3 separate regions of the Mus musculus genome follow, and all the other regions are linked to region 3. The links are chromatin contacts, called in public Hi-C and HiCAR-type maps. All regions are on one chromosome and are shown on one strand. The core of a region is the stretch at or near the end of the contact, and the rest is flanking DNA. Distances in the headings are between cores, read along the strand shown. Region 1 has its middle 69 kb from the start of Gm40603. Region 2 has its middle 7.4 kb from the start of Gm40603. Region 3 overlaps Hivep2 (human immunodeficiency virus type I enhancer binding protein 2).

Region 1 (2,700 bases), core at 17-2,516, 410 kb before region 3:
TCACTTTGTCCTTTTTGTAGTCTACAGTTTCTGACACTAGCATGACCTTTCTCTCTTCCTTTCTTAACACCTGCTTAAGTCACACTGGCTGTCACTGTGTCCCCCTCCCTGCCTATATGTCTGCCTCATTTCCTGGCATTCCCTCACACCCCGTGTGACCTTTGCTTTCATCACATTGTCATGTCCTTAGTGTCTAAAATTATTGAAAAAACCTCATTTACCCATGTACACTCTCTACTCTACCATTCTATAAATAGCATATGATTTGATAGTCTTGTCTTAGGATAATAAAAACAGTAATAATATGTCCAGCACAAAACAACTTCTGTAACTTGGAATACAGCCCTTGGTAAGGATGATCAAAACCCTATCTTCCATTTGAGTGCTGCAAAAAAACCAAAAGCCCTGCACTTCACGCCAAGTGCTTATGCTAGTGTTATAGTTAAGTAGTTCTCAACCTATAGGCAGTGAACCCCTTTGAAGGTCGAATGACCATTTCATAAGGGTCGCTTAAGACCATTAGAAAACAGATATTTGCATTATGATTCACAAGAGTCATAAAATTACAATTATGAAGTAGCAACACAAATAGTTCTATGGTTGGGAGGGTCACCACAACATGAGGACGTGTGTTAAAGTGTCACAGCCTTAGGAAGGTTGAGAACCACTGGTCTAGGATAGCCTTCATCTCCAACGGTTTGGTTTAACCACAGTGGCAAAGTCCCTTCTTCAGTGGTACTTTGCCCCAGAAACGACAGCGGATAAAATCCGGAGAAGCCTCGCTTGTCAGCAACCTGTCTTCCAATCCTTAATCAATGGGAAACGTCTGGTAGAGAAGATATTGCTTTAAAAGGACAGCAGTCTAGATAGCTAGAGACACCTGGGTTTGTTTCTTCAAAGGTTTGGGGAGCTCACTGTGAAACACGGACTGCATCCTTCCATTCCTGCCATGGCTATATGAGTCCACTGGGTGACGCCCTGCTCCCTCCTTCAGCTCCTTCAGCCTGAAGGCAAACCATCTAAAGACCAGGCACTCTCTGGATGGTTGGGCTGTCTCTGGTGAGGGCACGGACCTTGTCATTTCTCACGGAATAGTAAGAGGATTTCTTTTATAAGACAATGAAATGATACTATCCCTCACTTTGATTCTCTAAGTACTGTTAAAGTAATACTATAACAAACAGGATTCATCACCTCAAGGATATCAATTTCAGGCAGGCGACTGTAAATATTTACATCACCAGCAGATGGCACTGTCCTATTAACAATAGACTAACAGCCCTAGACCACAGCGTTCTGCATCAATCCTGCAAGGTTGGTGATGCTAGATACTGCACTGCTCAGCTCTTGCGTGGGGTCAGCCTTGAAATCTTTGATCAAACAGCCGAAATGTTTGCTCCGTGCTTTTGGTGAACGCGCATGGTAAATGAAGAAAAGAGAAATGTCCAACCTTCTCTTTAAATTTCATTTTGCCCTTCCCTACTTGCTTAAAATCACATTTCTGAGAGAAAATGTTGTACTGAAAGGAAGAGAAACAAAATACGGCTAAAACTCCTTTCTTTTTCCTTTTCTTTTTTTAAATTGAAATAGATTCTTATCTCATACAATAGATCCCAACAAAACAGTTTCCCCTCCCTTCACCCATCAAGGACCTACTCCCTTTCTTGATCCCTTCAGAAAAGACCAGGCCTCTAAGAGACAATGACCAAATATAACAAAACAAACTACCTCAGACAAGGCAAAAGGCCTCACAGTGAGGCTGAACAAAGCAACCCAATAGGAAGGTCCCAAAAGTAAGCAAAAACGTCAAGAGATACACCTGCTCCCACAGTTAGGGGTCTCATAAAAACAAGCTAACAGCTCCATCGCATACACAGAGGATCTGGTGCAGAGCCACACAGGCCCCAAGCTTGCCACTTCAGTCTCTCTGAGCCCTGCTTAGCTGATTCTGTGGACCACATTCTCCTGGTGTCCTGAATTCAGACCCTCTGACTCTTACAATCTTGCCTCTACTTCTTCCACTGGCTTCCCTGAGCTCTGAGGGGTGGGACATGATGGAGACCCCCAATTTAGATTCTCTCTCCACATACTGTGTCTGCATCCACTCCCACCCGCTGCCAGTGGATGCCTCTCTCATGATGCCTAGAAACGGCATAGACCTATGAGCACAGCAGAATCTTAAAAGGAAACATTTCTTGAGTTTTGTTTCTTTTCGTTTTATTGTTTATTTTTATTTCGTTTGGTTTTGGTTTTGGTTTTGGCAAGTCAAGTTGGGTTCTACCCTAGGTCTCTGGACTATCCAGTCTCCAATTCCTGACCAGTGTCCTTCACGGGGACCCTCTAGTGGAGTGGGCCTCAAACTAAATCAGACGTTAGATGGCCACTCCCAGGAGTTCTGGGCCACCCTTGCTCCAGCACATTTTGCAGGCAGGACAGATTATAGGTCAAAGGTTTTCCGGTTGGGTTGGTGTCCATATTTCTCTTTCAGTAACCTGAAGAGTACCCTCCCACAACAAAGAGACTAGAAAGTCAGGGAGAAGGTTCCATGGAGGAACCAGCTCGACCGCTCCGTGTTCACTGAGCTGTGTGAATGTTCAGTGCTGCTGTTGTGCTCAGCACTGGGGCCCTGCTGTCAGTTTGCAGAGAGCAGCCCTCTGTTTGTGCATCAGCCTCAGTTGTTTGGGAGTCTCCCTGGGACCC
Region 2 (2,700 bases), core at 109-2,608, 350 kb before region 3:
TGAACTGTGAGTGGACCACAGCATTACTTTCTATAGCAGGTAGGTGAAGACCAGGAGGTGGCTAATTTCCTGGCATCTTTATTCATTTTTCAAATGCCACCAAACAGTGTCATTTTCTCAGTTTGTGTGATTTGAAAAAGAATCTCGAAGCTCCAATTAAGCTTGTAATGGATTTGACTATTCTGTCCCTGACTTCACAATGTGTTGGAGTTGGGGCAAGGTGCCAGTCACCTCTTAGAATCCATTATCTCTTGGCATTATCTCTGAGCTTGCTGACTCTGACCACATGCAAACCTTCAGTCTTCGTTTATTTTTTGGTTGCTATGATAAAATATGATAAAGAGCATCTAAAAATAGAGTTAATGTGGCTCGAAATTCCAACTTATAGCCCACAATGGCGAGGAAGACATGGTGGCAAGGAGCTTCAGAGACCTGGTCATAGTCACTTACTATCAATAATAGAAGGAATGAATTAACAGCATGAATGCTAGAAATCAAGCTACCCTCTCCATTTTATATAGTGCAGACTCTCCAACCCAGTGAATGGCCCTGCTCATAATTAAGCTGGTTCTTCCCAGATCAACTAAGAGTCTCCCTAATAAGTACGCCCAAAAGCTTGACTTGTCGATGTGGAATTACAGTCAGTGCCAACCAGCCTAACTTCACCACAGTCAACTTGCCATGCAAACATATCACTTTTAACCCATACCCTGCAACCTTTGTTCCCATAAGCTCATCACCATCTTAATGCATACATACATACATACATATGTATACATATATACATATATGTCTATATACATATATATGTGAGCTTGTGCAGAATGAAAACTGAGTTGCATGTCTCTAGAAAATAATGGCAGAGAGCAAGAAGCACTGTTGTAAAATCAAAGCATAACAAGAAACTATAAAATGAAACAGAACGAAAATCTACCAGGGCAAACACCAAATCCTTCAGCTTCATGTTTAGAATCTGAGGCTTATGACATAGCCAAGCAGTCTCCAAAAGACCTGTGTAGCCCACTCCTCCAACTCTGCTATCCATAGCACATGGTGCTCTCTTAGGCTTAGGCCAGCTCCACTCTATACCTGTAGCCCTCCTTAGTGGATGTTCTAAGGTCCTATAAGGTCCTGGCATCTCCAGTATCCTGGGGTCTCCACTGAAGTTTGGGCTTCACTTTCACAGCGTCACAGACGGTCTTTTCAGGACCTCACTGAAGAGAGTCAAATCCTGTTACACAGTACTTGACTGGCTCACATCTGCCATCCATGAAGACCTCAACATTATAGCTCTGCCTTCAAAACCAGTACTATGTAGATGTCATCGTCACGTTCTGCTGCCAACTCAAGGTGTAGCCTGCCTGTGTGCCTTAGATTAGATCTGAAACAGCCTCTGTGTGCTAGGCTTTCTTTCCTGTTGTCTTAGTGCAGAATGGGAGGTTTCTCTTTAATGGCACCAATCGCTTTGACAGGTAAGATGCCTTGTTGACTGCACTCCACGTGTCTGAAACTTCAACTTTCCCCAACACCTTTCTCTTATTAAACAAGTTAGCCCTTGAACCTTACATCCAATTTCATTTAAATTCTCAGTGCACTGGAATAATGAATCTGGATTATTGCTCAAATAGCACACTGAATGGTCCTTTTCCCAGTTCCGAACACGGTCCTTCTGACCCTCTGAAACCTGCTGTGCTCGAGCTCCACTGTTCCTGTACTTCTCAACATCACTGTCGGGAAAGCTTCACGTAAAATGGCCCACTAATCTCTGCTTCCATCATTCAAACACTCTTAGAAGGTTCAGAACTTCTAGCCTCAAGTTCCAAACTCCTCCCACAAACATTCCTCCCACAAAGCAGTTCCCAAAAAAACTTCTTTGTCCTTTGGACCTGTAGTCCAGTTTAGAATAGCAATGGCCCTACTTCTTGGAACCGATTTCTGTCTTAGTTTCTTTTCCTGTTGCTATGACAACTTATTCTGACAAAGCAGTGTTAAGGAAGAAATGCTTTATTTGGCTCACAAGCCTGGGTGATAGTTCATCACAACATGCAAGTCCCAGCAGTAGAGTATTCAGATGGCTGCTACACCATGCTCACAGATATGCTCAGTGAAAGTGACAGTGAAGGCATAGTTGTGTCTGGTGGTGGTGGTAGTGACATCTGGACTACACTCTCTCTCTCTCTCTCTCTCTCTCTCTCTCTCTCTCTCTCTCTCTCTCTCTCTCTCTGTTATATCCTCAGGAGACAGGAAGTTGTATTCGAAGCAGTAGTTTTTGCATTTCTCTCACATGTGGTTCAAGAGCCACCCACCAAGAGTTGTTCGTTTCTATGGGAAGCCACTGAAAAGAAAATCCTTGTGACAAGCAGATGCATGATTTGCCCTAACTCATAAAGAACCAAATACTATAAGATACACAGTATATAAAGCAGTCAATGTAGTGTCAGCTCAGATTTAATGATCCAGGAGAAACCGATTTTCAATATTATCCTAGAGAGAATAACTGTAAAATGATTACTAATAGTCTGTATATATTAATTAATGCTAGAAATTGTTACAGCGGCAGTTATCCTTAACCTGCTATTGTCTAAATAAAAGATTCAGAGACCTTTTAGATTTATAACAAGCGTTGTAGCACTACAGGTGGGCAGATATAACTCCTCTAAGCTATCTTGTCTGCTTCCCTGCCAAAATCCCCATAAATAC
Region 3 (2,700 bases), core at 40-2,539:
CATACATACATACATACATACATACATACAAACATACATACATACAATCTTTTTTTAAAAAAAAAGTATTTCCTCCAAACTAGGCATATCTATTCATGGATGAAATGAAGCACATATATTTGAGCCACAAATATAGATCAAATGTTGGTTTGGATAAATATTATAAAAATTCTAATTTGGTACCACTCAGAAGGGCTCCTCATAAAATGGTTTTCACACAAGTGTATGTTACTCTCCTGACAATTATGAGATTTAGTTAATGAGTCTAAGGATCCTACTTAGCACCTCGAACAAGAAGGTGCATAAAAACTGGAGATTATTGTTAATTCAAATCTGGAGTAATTGATCCTTATTAATCGACTACTAAATAAATATCTGCATAATGCTAATGTCATACACGGACAAGCTGGATTTAGAAGTGGTTAAATCATACAGAAAAGCAATGGACAATGGGCTCAAACATAGTGTAACCTCAAAGATGAAATTCACATGTACTTCAATAGTTTACAGGACATCCAATGTACCTCCTGCCTATGTCAGTACAAGGACAAGAAAATCACCTCCCAAATTTAATCTTTTACTAATGTAACATTCTTCTATTCCACTGAGATTTTAATTCCCATGGTCTTGTTTGCTCTTCAAATTGTTAAACAATCAAGATTGCATCATGGGTGCAGCTGAGTGGTAGCAAGCTTGCCTAACATTCTTTAGGCTCTGTGTTTGATAAGGTGTGCTAGCATGTGGTAATGCCTACACAATGATGTCAGCCCCCCTCAACTACAACTTGCCCTGATTTTTATGCTCCAAGTTTATTTCCCTGAGTAGCCTTCTATAATCTGTAGAAGTTCAAAAGAAACAAAACTATCCTCCCACAGATACACACCAGAAAGAAAAAAACAAGCAAGCAAGCAAACAAACAAACCAAAGACATGATTTCAAGACCCACAGGTCTTACTTAAAACTCTTCTCAAATAGCCTTAAAGTTCTTCACTGCATAAATCAGTTGACAGTTCCCAAGGCTAATGACATCATATGCTACACACATGGGCTAATCATGTGAGGACATTTAAGCTACGCTTTCAAAAGCATAGGTCAGTGTAGCAGAACACAGAGAGTAAAGTGCGTGTTCCACAATATTCCTGGGGTTTAATAGAAACTACTACACAGTATTTTCATCTAACTAAAACTCTGTCAAGTGTTTGACATAAGAAACCTCAGTAGACCTCCCAGTGAACTTTGGCATTTTGGCCGTGTGGCCAGAAGAACAGTCTCCCATGACAAAGCCTATTCATGAGTCAGCCAGGGAAATAAGCACAATGCTTGCTTAGCTGACGGCTCTTCCCTTTATCGTACTGGCAAGCATGCGCGACACGGGCATCCGCGGTACTAAATTATAGATTGTATATCGTTCTAAAATGCAGTTTCAAGGGTTATGTAAACATGTCTTATTAATAAGCCTAGGTTGACGTGCTTTGGTTTCCGTTGTTTGAAGTCTACCAGGGAGAAAGAGATCAGCAAAATATCTGCAAATTCGAGATAATACATCCACAGCTACTGATGTATTACTGTCCTAAGTTTGCAAAATGGTTCATATTTAAAAAAAAAAAACACACAGAAAGAAAAGAAAACCTCACTTTACCTAAACAATGGCTTAAATGACTATGAAGGGGTCTGTCCTGCAGGGTCCCCAGGCCTGATATTTAGGTTTTGCCCCAGATGCCCTTGTCAGTATTTCCACAACAAAGTCAAAGGTGGCCTTTGGAAGGAGGGTTAAAGAGGAGGCTTCCTGTCAGGGCTTTACAACAGAGAATCAACAGAGGCCCTGTGAGGTCAGCATTATTCAGCACTGGGGCCTCCTTTCCGGGACCCCTCCGGATGCTCGGGGTCCCCAGGCTGGGCGGTCCGCGGCCAGTGCTCACCCTGGCTTTCCGCCCAGGCAGCCCCTGCCAGGCCTTGCACCCAGAGCCCTTGCGCAACCAGGGTGCTCCGCATGGGCCCCGAAACTAGGCCGGCTGCTAGAGCAGCGAGCCCCACTTTCTCCAGGCAGGAAGTGGGGAGGCGGAGAGCATTTCCTGTTGTGCACTGACAGCCAGGGAGACGTCATCGCAGTCAGCGCCTTCGGATGGCCGCCCCTGGGCCAAAGGTCAGCTGCCGGCAGGGCGGGGGCTCGCAGGCGGGGGCGTGCGCTGAGACTCCCGCTGCAACGCTGCGCCTCCCGGGTCTGCAGTCCCACAAGAGGCCACCTGACGCCTTACGGTCCTGCAGGACTCAACTCCCGCCCACCAACCCCCGCCCGGCCCCAGCAAGAAGAGGCATGCATCTTCAGAGGCTGAAGAAGCACTTTCCTTGCCCGATCCTGATTGCAGTTTCCCTAATAGGACTCTCTACCAGGAATCTTTTTTTTGTTTGTTTTGTTTTGTTTTGTTTTGTTTTTCGAGACAGGGTTTCTCTGTATAGCCCTGGCTGTTCTGGAACTCACTTTGTAGACCAGGCTGGCCTCAAACTCAGAAATCCACCTGCCTCTGCCTCCCAAGTGCTGGGATTAAAGGCGTCCGCCACCACACCTGGCTACCAGGAATCTTTTAAAGCATCAAAAGTTGCCTGCCCTCCCCCTTCCTCCCCTCGAGCCCCACTTTTTATCTCCAATATTGATTCCTTAAACAACTGACACATGGCAGAAATGAAAGCTGATTTCCATAC

The links. A called contact is a pair of places that touch in the nucleus more often than the background predicts. HiCAR-type assays count read pairs that join an accessible place to other places.
Region 1: a HiCAR-type map of PVALB interneurons shows a contact between it and region 3, with 4 times the contacts expected there. The contact joins two enhancer-like sites. A contact is called at or near these places in 1 of 39 promoter capture datasets (hippocampal neurons), 1 of 15 datasets of contacts at CTCF or cohesin (the NIH/3T3 cell line), 18 of 484 Hi-C or Micro-C datasets (the C2C12 cell line, the N1E-115 cell line, adipose-derived mesenchymal stem cells and 8 more) and 1 of 115 datasets of contacts at active chromatin or transcription factors (PVALB interneurons).
Region 2: a Hi-C map of CD4 T cells shows a contact between it and region 3, with 2.9 times the contacts expected there. The contact joins two enhancer-like sites. A contact is called at or near these places in 24 of 484 Hi-C or Micro-C datasets (the C2C12 cell line, CD4 T cells, adipose-derived mesenchymal stem cells and 14 more) and 5 of 115 datasets of contacts at active chromatin or transcription factors (CD8 T cells, T-cell acute lymphoblastic leukemia, embryonic forebrain and 2 more).

Annotation. Positions count from the first base shown.
Region 1 is chr10:14,389,742-14,392,441 of GRCm38.p6, reverse strand. No RefSeq gene overlaps it. Among named protein-coding and RNA genes, the nearest start is that of Gm40603, 69 kb to the right of the region's middle. Within about 2 kb of position 1,266, at least 17 of the 459 cell types and tissues checked have an H3K27ac peak or open chromatin away from gene starts, as enhancers often do. A contact at or near this core is called in PVALB interneurons and cortical neurons, where this site is marked.
Region 2 is chr10:14,328,514-14,331,213 of GRCm38.p6, reverse strand. No RefSeq gene overlaps it. Among named protein-coding and RNA genes, the nearest start is that of Gm40603, 7.4 kb to the right of the region's middle. Within about 2 kb of position 1,358, at least 18 of the 459 cell types and tissues checked have an H3K27ac peak or open chromatin away from gene starts, as enhancers often do. A contact at or near this core is called in CD8 T cells, T-cell acute lymphoblastic leukemia, cortical neurons and 1 more, where this site is marked.
Region 3 is chr10:13,982,425-13,985,124 of GRCm38.p6, reverse strand. All of the region lies in intron 1 of Hivep2 (human immunodeficiency virus type I enhancer binding protein 2), which reads right to left. Among named protein-coding and RNA genes, the nearest start is that of Hivep2, 17 kb to the right of the region's middle. Within about 2 kb of position 1,289, at least 300 of the 459 cell types and tissues checked have an H3K27ac peak or open chromatin away from gene starts, as enhancers often do. A contact at or near this core is called in CD8 T cells, PVALB interneurons, T-cell acute lymphoblastic leukemia and 2 more, where this site is marked.